2 separate regions of the Danio rerio genome follow, and region 2 is linked to region 1. A link is a contact called in public Hi-C data. All regions are on one chromosome and are shown on one strand. The core of a region is the stretch at or near the end of the contact, and the rest is flanking DNA. Distances in the headings are between cores, read along the strand shown.

Region 1 (6,825 bases), core at 3,882-6,381:
ACCTGGGCATCTCCGAGAACCACGTCTACCTGGAGGTCAAAGGTCAGAGAGCCACGCCCACCGCTCAGAACACGGGCAGACGCTGGAAACAGCACATCACAACAGTAATGCTTTGAATGACACAAGGGGCGGCACGGTGGCGCAGTGGGGTGCACGATCACCTCACAGCACTCAGGTCACTGGTTTGAGTCTCGGCTGGGTCAGTTGGTGTTTCTGTGTGGAGTTTGCATGTTCTCCCTGTGTTGGCGTGGGTTTCCTCCGGGTGCTCCGGTTTCTCCCACAGTCCAAACACATGCGCTATAGGGGAACTGATCAACATCACGGGGAGAACATGCAAACTCCACACAGAAACACTGACTGACCCAGCTGAGGCTCGAACCTGAGACCTGAGTGCTGTGAGGTGATCGTGCTGCCCACTGCGCCACCGTGCTGATAATGTAATTGATTAGATTTCTGTGCTGCAGATGAGCTCGCCGCTGTGTTGTCACACACTCTGCTATACGGGCTGTGTCTGCTCTGCGGGGTGTTGTATAGCGAGTGCACTTTATTGCGTGTTCAGGATGTTCTGCTAGAGTGCACATTAGTCTGAGTCTGGATGGCTCCGCTATCCCATAATGCACCTGATCAGAGTCTGCAGGCATTATCCAGTGTGTGTTCAACTGTTCAGACATCATTAAGAGTCTCTCAGAGGAGGAAGCAGAGCTGCTGAGTGTGCACAGTGTGTGTGTGTGTGTGTGTGTGCGCGTGTGTGTGTGTTCATATGTATATGTGTGTGTTCTAACAGTGTTGTGTGTGTGTGTCAGAGCCCACCCGTATCCTGCGTCCCCCAGAGTACCGTGTGGTGCAGAGGAACGCAGATGTGCTGTTTGAGTGTAAAGTGAAGCACGACCCGTCACTGGTGCCCACCGTCAGCTGGAGGAGAGACAACGGAGAGCTGCCGTATGACGAGCGGTGAGGATACACACACACACACAAACACACACGCACACACACACACACGCAGTATACATGCAGTTCTTTTCATCTCCATTATGCATTGAGAACAGATGTGTCAGGTCTGCAATGGGGGTGATGGTGTGTGTGTGTGTGTGTGTGTGTGTGTGTTCAGGTTTCGTGTGGAAGCAGACAGTTTGACTATCTCAGACGTGTCGGAGAGTGACGCGGGTGTGTACACGTGTATGGTGAACACAACACTGGACCAGGACTCAGCCAGCGCTCAGCTCACGGTGGTCGGTGAGTGTGTGTGTGTGTGTGTGTGTGTGTGTGTGTGTGTGTGTGTGTGTTTAACTCTGCATTCACACTGAGCTCTGCAGAATTAACCTCACACTGTTCCTTTGACTCCGCCCACTCCTCTGACACGCCCTCAGAGGCTACGCCCACCCCCACCCTGATCTACGGTAAACACTCGCGTCCCGTGATGCGCTGGGCATGACGTTGTGTGTGTGTGTGTGTGTGTGTGTGTGTGTGTGTGTGTGTGTGTGTGTGTGTGTGTGTGTGTTTGACTGCGCATCTCTTATTTTGAGTTGGTTTTTATTTAAGATCCTCTCAGGATTTGAATCTTTAGGAGTCGTTTGTGTTGAAGCAGAAGATTCAGATGATGAATCACTCTCAGAGTCATGTGATTCCAGTAATCGAGGCTTCATTAAGCTGTTTCCTCAGTGACTCCTCACACTGAATCATTTGTAACTGAATGTTCTAGACTCTGCATGGAGCGAACACTTGCACCGGTGTGTTTGTGCATGTGTGTTCAGTTGTTTACTTTGTTGTTACATCAGTGAGTCATTTGATTCAGTTGATTCACAGTCTTGAAGAGCTGTGTTTCAGTGAATCAGGGATTCAGTGGTGAATTGAATCTCTTGTGGTTCTGGATGTGGTTCAGTTGTTCAGACTCATGCATGAATCACTGCAGCATGTGTTCCTCATGTTCTTCTGCTCATGTGACTCATTTGAACTGGTTGATTCGTGTATTTGACTCTTCAGAACAGCCGGACGCTCCCACTGATCTGGAGCTCACAGACCCGGGAGCGAGGAGCGTTCAGCTCACCTGGACACCTGGAGACGAACACAACAGCCCAACCAAGAGTATGACACACACACACACACACACACACACACACACAAACGAACACAAGAGTACATTTTAGATGGTGTTAATGAGATGCTGGTTGTGTGAGATGTGCTCAATAAATGTGTGTGTGTGTGTGTGTGTGTGTGTGTGTGTGTGTGTGTGTGTGTGTGTGTGTGTGTGTCAGAGTTCCTGATCCAGTATGAGGACGCTCTCCATCAGAGCGGTGTCTGGCTGAATCTGACGGAGGTTCCGGGTTCAAGGACGACGGCTCACCTGAAGCTCTCCCCGTATGTGCACTACAGCTTCAGGGTGCTGGCGCTCAATGATGTGGGATACAGCCGACCCAGCAGAGCCTCACGCCAGTACAGGACCAGCCCCGCAGGTACACACACACACACACACACACGCATATAAACTCAAGCATTAACACACATATACACACATTCATTAACACGCATACTTATACAAATACACACACACACACACTTTTTAACACACATAAATGCACACTTATATAAACACACAAACATGCACTCAAATATACACACACATTAACACACTCAAACATGCACAAACACACACTCATATACACACAGTCATTAACACACATATATAAACACACACACACACTCACTCATTAACACACACACACACACTAATTAACACTAACACGCACATATTAACACACACATATTAACACACACACACACACACTTATTAACACATACATATTAACACACACACACTTATTAACACATACACACACACACACACACACACTTATTAACACACACACACACACTAATTAACACTAACACGCACATATTAACACACACACACACACACTTATTAACACACATATTAACACACACACACACTTATTAACACATACACACACACACACACACTTATTAACACACACACACACACACACTAATTAAAACTAACATGCACATATTAACTCACACACACACTTATTAACACACACATATTAACACACACACACTTATTAACACACACACACACACACACTAATTAAAACTAACACGCACATATTAACTCACACACACACTTATTAACACACACATATTAACACACACACATGTATTAACACATACACACACACAAACTTATTAACACATAAATGCACACTAATATAAACACATAAACACGCATTAAAATATACACACTCATTAACACACTAATATAAACACACACTAAAATATGCACAAACACACTAATATGAACACACACTCATATACACACACACTTATATACACACTCCCATTAACATACACACACACACACTTATTAATACACACACAGACTTATTAACACCCATATATACACACACACACATTAACACACATAAGCACAAACTTATATAAACACACAAACACGCACTCAAATATATACACACTCATTAACACACAAACTAATATAAACACACACCAAAATATGCACAAACACACACTCATAGAAACACACTCAAATTCACACACTCATTAACATACACACACACACACACATATTAACACTCACACACATTAACACACATACACTTATTCACACACATGAACACACACTAATATAAACACACAAGCACACACTCAAATACACACACTTATTAACACACACACACACATAAACACACACTCAGATACACAAATACACACACTCTCATATAAACACACTTATATACACACAAACACACACACCCACTCATATTCACACACTTATTAACACAGACACACACACACACACACACACTGACCTGCTACTTTGTTTCTCTGCAGCTCCAGATGAGAACCCCAGTGAGGTCAAAGGTCACGGCACAGAGCACAATAATCTGGTCATAACATGGAAGGTGAGTGAGAGTTCATGTGTGTGTGTGTGTGCGTGTCTGTGTTTGTGTGTGCTCATGTATATGTGTGTGTGTGCAGCCGCTGACCCCTCTGCAGGCCAATGGTCCGGGTCTGCAGTATAAGGTGATGTGGCGGCAGCAGGAAGTGGAGCAGGATTGGTCGTTCGTCACCGTGGCGAACGTCTCCCGGTTCGTGGTTTCGGGAACGCCCACGTTTGTGCCGTACGAGCTGAAGGTGCAGGCGATCAACGACTACGGCCACGCCCCCAAACCCAGCGCTGTGATTGGCCACTCTGGAGAGGACTGTGAGTGATGAATGAGTGATGGAACAGCTGTGTGTGACCCCTGCTGGACACTACAGAGAATACACAACACACACACACACACATACACAACACACACACACACACACACTCTGATCATTAGTGCTCCTCTGTCTGTGTGTGTGTGTGTGTGTGTGTGTGTGTGTGTGTGTGTGTGTGGACACTGATATATGTATGCTCACAGTTATACTCATGGTCATCCCGCATGTTGTGAAGCTGTTTAACTCCCACAATGCACCTGTCAGTTCCCTCTGCAGCTCCAGAAGCGGTGCAGGTGCTGGTTCTGAACAGTACTGAGGCGGAGGTGAGCTGGACACACGTCCCCCAGCGCTCGGTGCGCGGACGCCTGCAGGGATACAGGGTACGCTCACACACACACACACTTTCAGATGTTCTCCTGCTCCATCACAGCAGGACACACACACACACACCACAGCAGCTCTACACACACTCTATAGGGGACATTAGTGATGATAGCTCACAGTGCTGCACGCTAGTGAGTGTGTTCTGATGTGTGTGTGTGTGTGTGTGTGTGCAGGTTCATTACCGGCGCGAGCGCAGTCTGCACCGCCACAACTCTCACCACGCAGAGCAGCGCAGCAAGACCTTCAGCACCGGCAGCAGCAGCGGACGCCTGACAGACCTGCAGCCCTACAGCCTCTACAGCCTGCACATCACTGCGCTGAGCGGACGCGGAGAGGGCCCCGCCAGCAACACACACCGCTTCCAGACCCCGGAGGGAGGTATGAGACATGCTAACACACACATGATAACACCACACACACCGCTAACACCACATCACTGCGCTGAGCGGACGCGGAGAGGACCCGCCAGCAACACACACCACTTCCAGACCCCAGAGGGAGATACGAGACACTCGGAAGCTCACTGGCGCCATCTTGTGCTGCTAGCCCATATATACATGTGTGAATGAGATCATGTGACCTACCCGCATCAGTTGCATGGCTTCACTCCCATTTGTGACAACACAAGCACATGCTAACACCTCACACACTCACCAGCACACGCTAACACACTCGTCTGCGGCTCATTAGTGTGTCTGTGTTCTATAGTTCCTGGAGCGCCGGCATCCCTGCGTGTGTCTGCAGCTGATCCCGAGTCAGTGCTGCTGGAATGGAGTCCACCACACCAAAGGAACGGCAGACTGACTGGATACACACTCCGCTACCACGCCGGTGAGACACACACACACACACACTCATGAGGTGCGCTCACAGCAGGAACTGAAGCAGCATGCTGTACATCACGCTGAGCTCATTCAGGGTTCAACACTGAGGCTTTTCTACTGCCTGACTGCTGGAGATTCACCTGCCCTGCTGAAATGTCCACTCACCCCACCAAAACAACCAAAACAACCAAAACAAAGAAGCTGACAGCTGTTTCTCAGCCACATACTTTACACAATAGCCGCATTTCCACTATCAGGCCAGTGCGAGCCAGGGCTTATATCGGGCCAGGCCGGGCCAATCGCCCGGGAGGTTGAGCAGTGAGGCCGAAATCATGTCGCGTTTCCACTGTGGGGCTAGTAGCTCGCAGCGCGTCACGCAAACCCCGCCCCCAGAACATCCCCCGAATCGAACGTCACTCAAACCGCCCACTTCAGCGAGAATCATGCAGATAAAGCACACCATCACATCATCACGAAACTATTAAAATTAGGACAACCAAAACAAACAAATGACACGTTACTGTACAGCAGTACAACGCATGTCTATACGCACATGCCTGTGTGTTTTCATTGATCATATTCATTTACTCGCCGACCGACTGGCATCGAAATCCAGTGGTCTTGCCACCAACGGAGGGACCCGGAGCGCAGGGAGCGCACACATCCATAATATAACACCACATATATAAAATTCTCCGTTAATAACTCGATATAAAATGTTTTTTATAACATCCTCTAGACAGAATCTGTCCAACATTCATCCCAAATGCTCCGGAGAGAACTGAAACATGATTATTTTCCCTCTATAGGCTTTATGACACTTAATAGGTGATTCCCTTTATTTAAAGATGTTGCTTATTATATCTTAAGTAAAGGAAAGTGTTCAGTGTTTCAGCACATAAGAGCAGCACGTAATAAAATATTGCCTATATTTCGTTGCGCTCAGCAGCTATGCACTAATAAAGCTGTTTATGTATTTAAAATGTCCTTTTTTAATTTTACCACGTCATATAAAAACATACACACTTGTTTGAGGACACAGAAGACATTTTGAACTTGCAGTTTTCCCCGTCAAAAAAGTGCTGCGCGGCTGCAGACAGAAAAAAAGGTCGCCTAGTTTCTGCGTTCACTCACCCCGAAAATGCTCTGTTTGCATGATTTGATTAATTTCATCGTATCCAAATACTTTATAAATAATATTTAAAACATTTTCCGGTGTTTATTTATTTTTATTTTTTTTAGAAAATATCTAAAATCTTTTTTTCAAAGAGGCTTTTGAAAAATGAAAGTTTAATATAAATTTGAAACAGTTTGATATAGTACCTATTTTTTATAGCTATAGCTTTTGTTAGTTTTATATTGGTTTATTTATTTAATGTGA
Region 2 (5,000 bases), core at 2,197-4,696, 52 kb before region 1:
TCACAAAGCCCTGATCTCAATCCTATAGAGAATGTGTGGGCGGAGCTGAAAAAGCTTGTGCGAGCAAGACAGCCAACAAATCTGACTCAGTTACAGCAATTCTGCAGGAGGAACGGGCCAAAACTCCTGCAAACTACTGTGAGAAGCTTGTGGAAGGAGACCCAAAACATCTGACCAGAGTCATACAGTTTAACAGCAAAGCTAAAATACCAAGGAAATGTGTGTAAACTCCTGACTGTCTAGAAATTAATAACAAATTCTCTCATTATTCTGGCATTTAGCAAATGTAAATCATTTAGATAATCCTAACGGATGTAAAATAGTAAACGTTTAGTGTCATTCACCATCAGACACTTTTTAAAAACATGGTTATGTTCCTTTTTTTAGTGTATGTAAACTTCTGGTTCTGAAGACAGTATTGATCAGCACAGGCAGCTCATACACCTGTATACTTGAGCACACACACACACACACACACACACACACACACACACACACACACACACACACACGACTGAAGTGCTAATGTCCAGCAGCTGCAGAGCTGATGTTTCTGCTGTAGATCAGTGGATTAGCAGAGCTGATGTGTGCTGTTACACAGATCTACAGCAGTAAACCAGTAAATCTCCATCTGCTCTCCTTCCTCCTCTTAGATTTGGGTTTTCTGATGGTTATGATATTTAATAAAGCTGCCTGTGACCTTTGACCTCTGCAGTTTGCAAACACCAGTGTTATCCTCCTCATTCGTTGTCCTGCAGATGTCTGAACAGTTTGTATTCTCTAATATTCTCAGGATTTTATCAGGAGTTTATTTTGAATGACGCATGTGTTCACTCATATTTATAGCACAGACATTATTGAAATATTAACAACACGTCACTTTTTAATTCTGTGATTAATAAACTGTGTTTTTCCTCAGATTTGCCACTTTATCTCTCACATCAGTGAGTGTATTCCTCAATTATCAGTGTCAAACATCATTTATAAATGTAAAGAGTAAAATGTGGTGTGTGTTTGTGTAGTCTGGGGTCTGATATTTTGGTGTTGTTGTTCATGACTGCTGTTTTCCTACAGTTTTACTGTAAAACACTATGAACACCTCATGAACTGAGCTGGACGAATATGTTTATCACTCATACACACTGTGGTGAAGATGTTCACACACACACACACTCACGCACTCTTCAGCTTCAGGCAGATGGTCATACAGTATTAATGCAGCATCATTCATCTGACATTATGGAGGATCTTCAGCTCTGCATCAATACTAAACTTATTAACAGAGACCTTAACAAGTGTAGAGAGACAGAGAGAGTGCAGTCTATCAGTTAACACACACACACACACACAAACTTTTAACACACTTTAAACACTCATAATAAACAAGGAACATCCGTTGTGTGTCAGTATAGAGGCTAAACTGATCATAATGTTATGTCAGCATTCTGTTCTCCATCAGCCACACACACACACACACACACACACACACACACACACACTTTAAACACACTTATAATAAACAAGTTGTGTATCAGTCCAGAGACTGAAGGATGAACTGATCATGGTAATGTGTGTGTGTCAGCATTCTGCTTTCCATCAGCAACACACACACACACCAGTCACTGCAGAGACAGACACACACACACACGTATCCCATGCTGCCCTGCTGTCGGTAATGAGCAGGAGCCCAAGGGCCTGATGGAGATCGGGCTGACTGTGGAGAAGAGCTGTGTCTGCTGTTATCTGCTCTTCTCTCTTATAAAATGGATGTTTTTACAGAAGCACATTGTTTTTTACAGGTTAATGTATATTTTCAGGTTTATCATCTTCTCCATTCTGTAGCGTGTAGGCAGTTTTCAGCATGTTACTGTACATTTTCTTTTTCAAAGTACTTTTTTTAAGTTTCTAAATTTAAAGCACATAAGTAAACATACACACACACACACACACACACACACACACACAGTGCTCAGCATAACCGAGTGCAGCCCATTTTAAAAATGAATGTTTTCCTTTATTTATCAGTGAATAGGAGTCATGTACAGTATTTTGGTGCAGTTAAACAAAACAGATTTATTAACCAGACATAATGAAAATGGAAATAAATACATTTAAATTCATGCAAAATATTACAAACTGCAACATTTCAATTAAATTGTAGATATTTTTGTTTCTCTTGGTTTTTGCTATTTTTTTTTAAATATCTTTAATAGTTTTCCATAACATAATATTGGGCTGCTAGATTTTGGACCGTTATCATTAGTTGTTTTGTTAGATCAGCTCCAGATTTATCTTCAGTACTGACTAATCTATTGTATATGCACAAATATGATACTGTAAAGCTTGCAATAGAAAATAAGAACTTAAATGAGAGATTTCCGCAGGGTGAACTCATATATCACTGCAACAATGCACACACACACATTCACATACAAATGCTCATTCACACAGCTCTATAAAGCATAATTATTTGAGGAGGGATAAAATAAGATGTTTTATGGGTAATTATTAGCTACTTTGCATTACTGTACTCAGAAAACCCACAGCGTTCCTCCAGTGTTTGTATTTAGTTTGTGTGTGGGGATATTTTGGGGAGGGAATCAAATAAGAATGTTCCAGCAATGTTTTTTTGTTGTTTTGCTGGGTAAATATGATCATATACTGACACATCACCAACACTGCACTTTCACTGATACTTTTACAGATAATTACAGGCAAATTTACAGAAAAAAAGATGATGTGTGAACAGCCCCTTATTGAAAATACTGTCGAAATAAAGTCGCTAATAAAGTGTTTCTGTAAATTTTCTCTGTATTTAATGGGATTATGTGTGAAAGTGGGTATATGACAGTACACCTGACATGATTCTCTCTTCTGTCTCCGGTTATCAGTCTCTCACTGTTTCTTTCCTTCTTCTGAAAGTCTTGATGACACCATCATGGAGTGTTTCTGTTATTATTTCAGCTAATAGGATTATCATGACTATATGATTAATCACATATGACCACTTTCCTTACTGAGAAACCTGTGAAAAGAGTTCATACACTTTTATTTGTATAGTATTTTATTGAATATTGATTATGTCAAAGCCACTTTATAAAGACAAGTCAATGTCAACTGAAGCCAATGTTTATTTATAAAGAGCTTTTTAAAAACAACAACTGTTTACCAAAGTGCTGTATAAGCAAACACATCTGTTTATCAATAACCCATTTCCTGAGTAATGTTGTTTTTATTTATTTATTTATTTAAGATCTCTAAACTAAATGACAAATATTTCCCTTGAATCTTTGATTAGTTTGGTTATCGTCCGTCACTGTTTACCACTGCAGGTGCCGCTTCAGCGCTGCGCGTGGCCGAGAGAGAGCCTGCGCGTGCCAGACAGAGAGGCTGCGCGTTCCTGAGGGCGGCGGATATTTACCGGAGATGCGCGCGGGAGTCAGTCAGTCAGTCAGTGGCGGTGCGGGACAGAGACAGACGCGGCACCGGACACCGGAGCAGAAGCAATAGCTGCAGCGGAGACACGGCGCCTCTCCTCAGGTCAGTGGCCGCTGTTTGTGCTCATATCCCGGCTGTATTTGCGGGATCCGGGAGTTTGTGACGCTCTCGGTAACAGAACTCGGGTGTCCACATATCAGTTATCAGATCCTCGTTATGTCAGATGTGATATTCTCAGAGGCAGTTCTGACAGATATGATCATGTCTGAGCTCAGTTATGACACGTGATATTCTCTGAGGTGTGTGATATTCCCTCATGCAGGACGCGCTTATAGCTGATTTTCGCGCTCATTTCTGCCTCGGCTTGTGTCGTTTATGAATCGCGTTCACCTGTCAAGCACTGTCCGACTGTCATGAGTGTGATATCTGTCATAATGTGTGTGTTTTGTTCTGTTTATGCTGGAGATGTTGGAGTTGTTGTGATGTTGTGTTCAGGTGACGCGCGCAGGTGCAGCTCGGGCGCGCGCGCGGTTGAATTCAGATTAAATCCGCTTATTTTTATTTGCGGCAGATTAATAATGAGCTTCAGGTTTAATGTAAAGCAGTGTTGCTGAATGAGGACACGAGTCTGCCTTTGTTTATCAGCTTAAAATCAACAGCTACAGTATTATCAAGTGTGTGTGTGTGTGTGTGTGTGTGTGTGTGTGTGTGTGTGTTTGTGTGTGTGTGTGTAGCCTTATAATATCTCTCGTTTATGAAGTTGACTATTGTATATTATTTTGTATATATATTAATATTTGGGCTCTAAAATGCCCTTTAATTGTCATCTGAGTAATCTTTGCCATTATCCTTTAATTCACTGGTTTTAGGTATTTGACAACCATTCTGATGTTTATATCTTCAAGCAGATCATGTTTAGTGTCTTCACTTATATTCTGACTGCATTATAAGTGTTGTTTCATTCTGATTATAAACATTTCTGTCACTCTGAATGACACATTATTTATATTTTATAATTTTATTTTTATGAATTATTAATTATGAATTGTTGAATTATTAAAATAACAAATATTAGAAATATTAATTATGATAAATCAATATTTTATTCATAAAATTTGATGTTAGCTTAAGAACGTCTTGTTTAATCACATAACACGGCTATTTTCAAGGGTGCGTACGGGGTCATGTTTAGCTAACTTCTGGACACACACACTCTCCCTCACACAAATACACACACACACACACACACACACACACACACACACACACACACACACACAATATCTCTCTTACACACAGTAAAGATGCACAGACTCTCTATCTTTCTCTCTCACATACACACTCACTCTCTCTTTCACACACACACACACACACACACACACACACTCAGACACTCTGCATTCCAGTACTGGCTCACATCCCCAATTAATGCAATGCTAATGAGAGAGTCTCTATTGTCTGCAGCCGCAGCGCCTCAATAGCAGCTCAACCGCCACCGAGAGCAGATTCAGGACACTCAGAGTGTGTGTGTGTGTGTGTGTGTGTGTGTGTGTGTGTGTGTG

What was found. A called contact is a pair of places that touch in the nucleus more often than the background predicts.
Region 2: a Hi-C map of embryo shows a contact between it and region 1, with 2.0 times the contacts expected there. The contact joins the promoter of nrcamb here to the enhancer-like site in region 1. A contact is called at or near these places in 3 of 18 Hi-C or Micro-C datasets (all in embryo).

What each region holds. Positions count from the first base shown.
Region 1 is chr25:192,692-199,516 of GRCz12tu, reverse strand. nrcamb (neuronal cell adhesion molecule b) reads left to right here. Exons shown (of 26, transcript XM_073942425.1): 12 at 1-42; 13 at 804-951; 14 at 1,109-1,233; 15 at 1,981-2,082; 16 at 2,253-2,450; 17 at 3,865-3,935; 18 at 4,012-4,237; 19 at 4,501-4,616; 20 at 4,794-4,998; 21 at 5,329-5,451. Among named protein-coding and RNA genes, the nearest start is that of cntn1a, 21 kb to the right of the region's middle. Within about 2 kb of position 5,131, at least 4 of the 62 cell types and tissues checked have an H3K27ac peak or open chromatin away from gene starts, as enhancers often do.
Region 2 is chr25:245,001-250,000 of GRCz12tu, reverse strand. nrcamb (neuronal cell adhesion molecule b) reads left to right here and starts at 3,446. Exons shown (of 26, transcript XM_073942425.1): 1 at 3,446-3,540. LOC101885865 (calcium-independent phospholipase A2-gamma) reads left to right here. Exons shown (of 10, transcript XM_073942442.1): 10 at 1-2,795.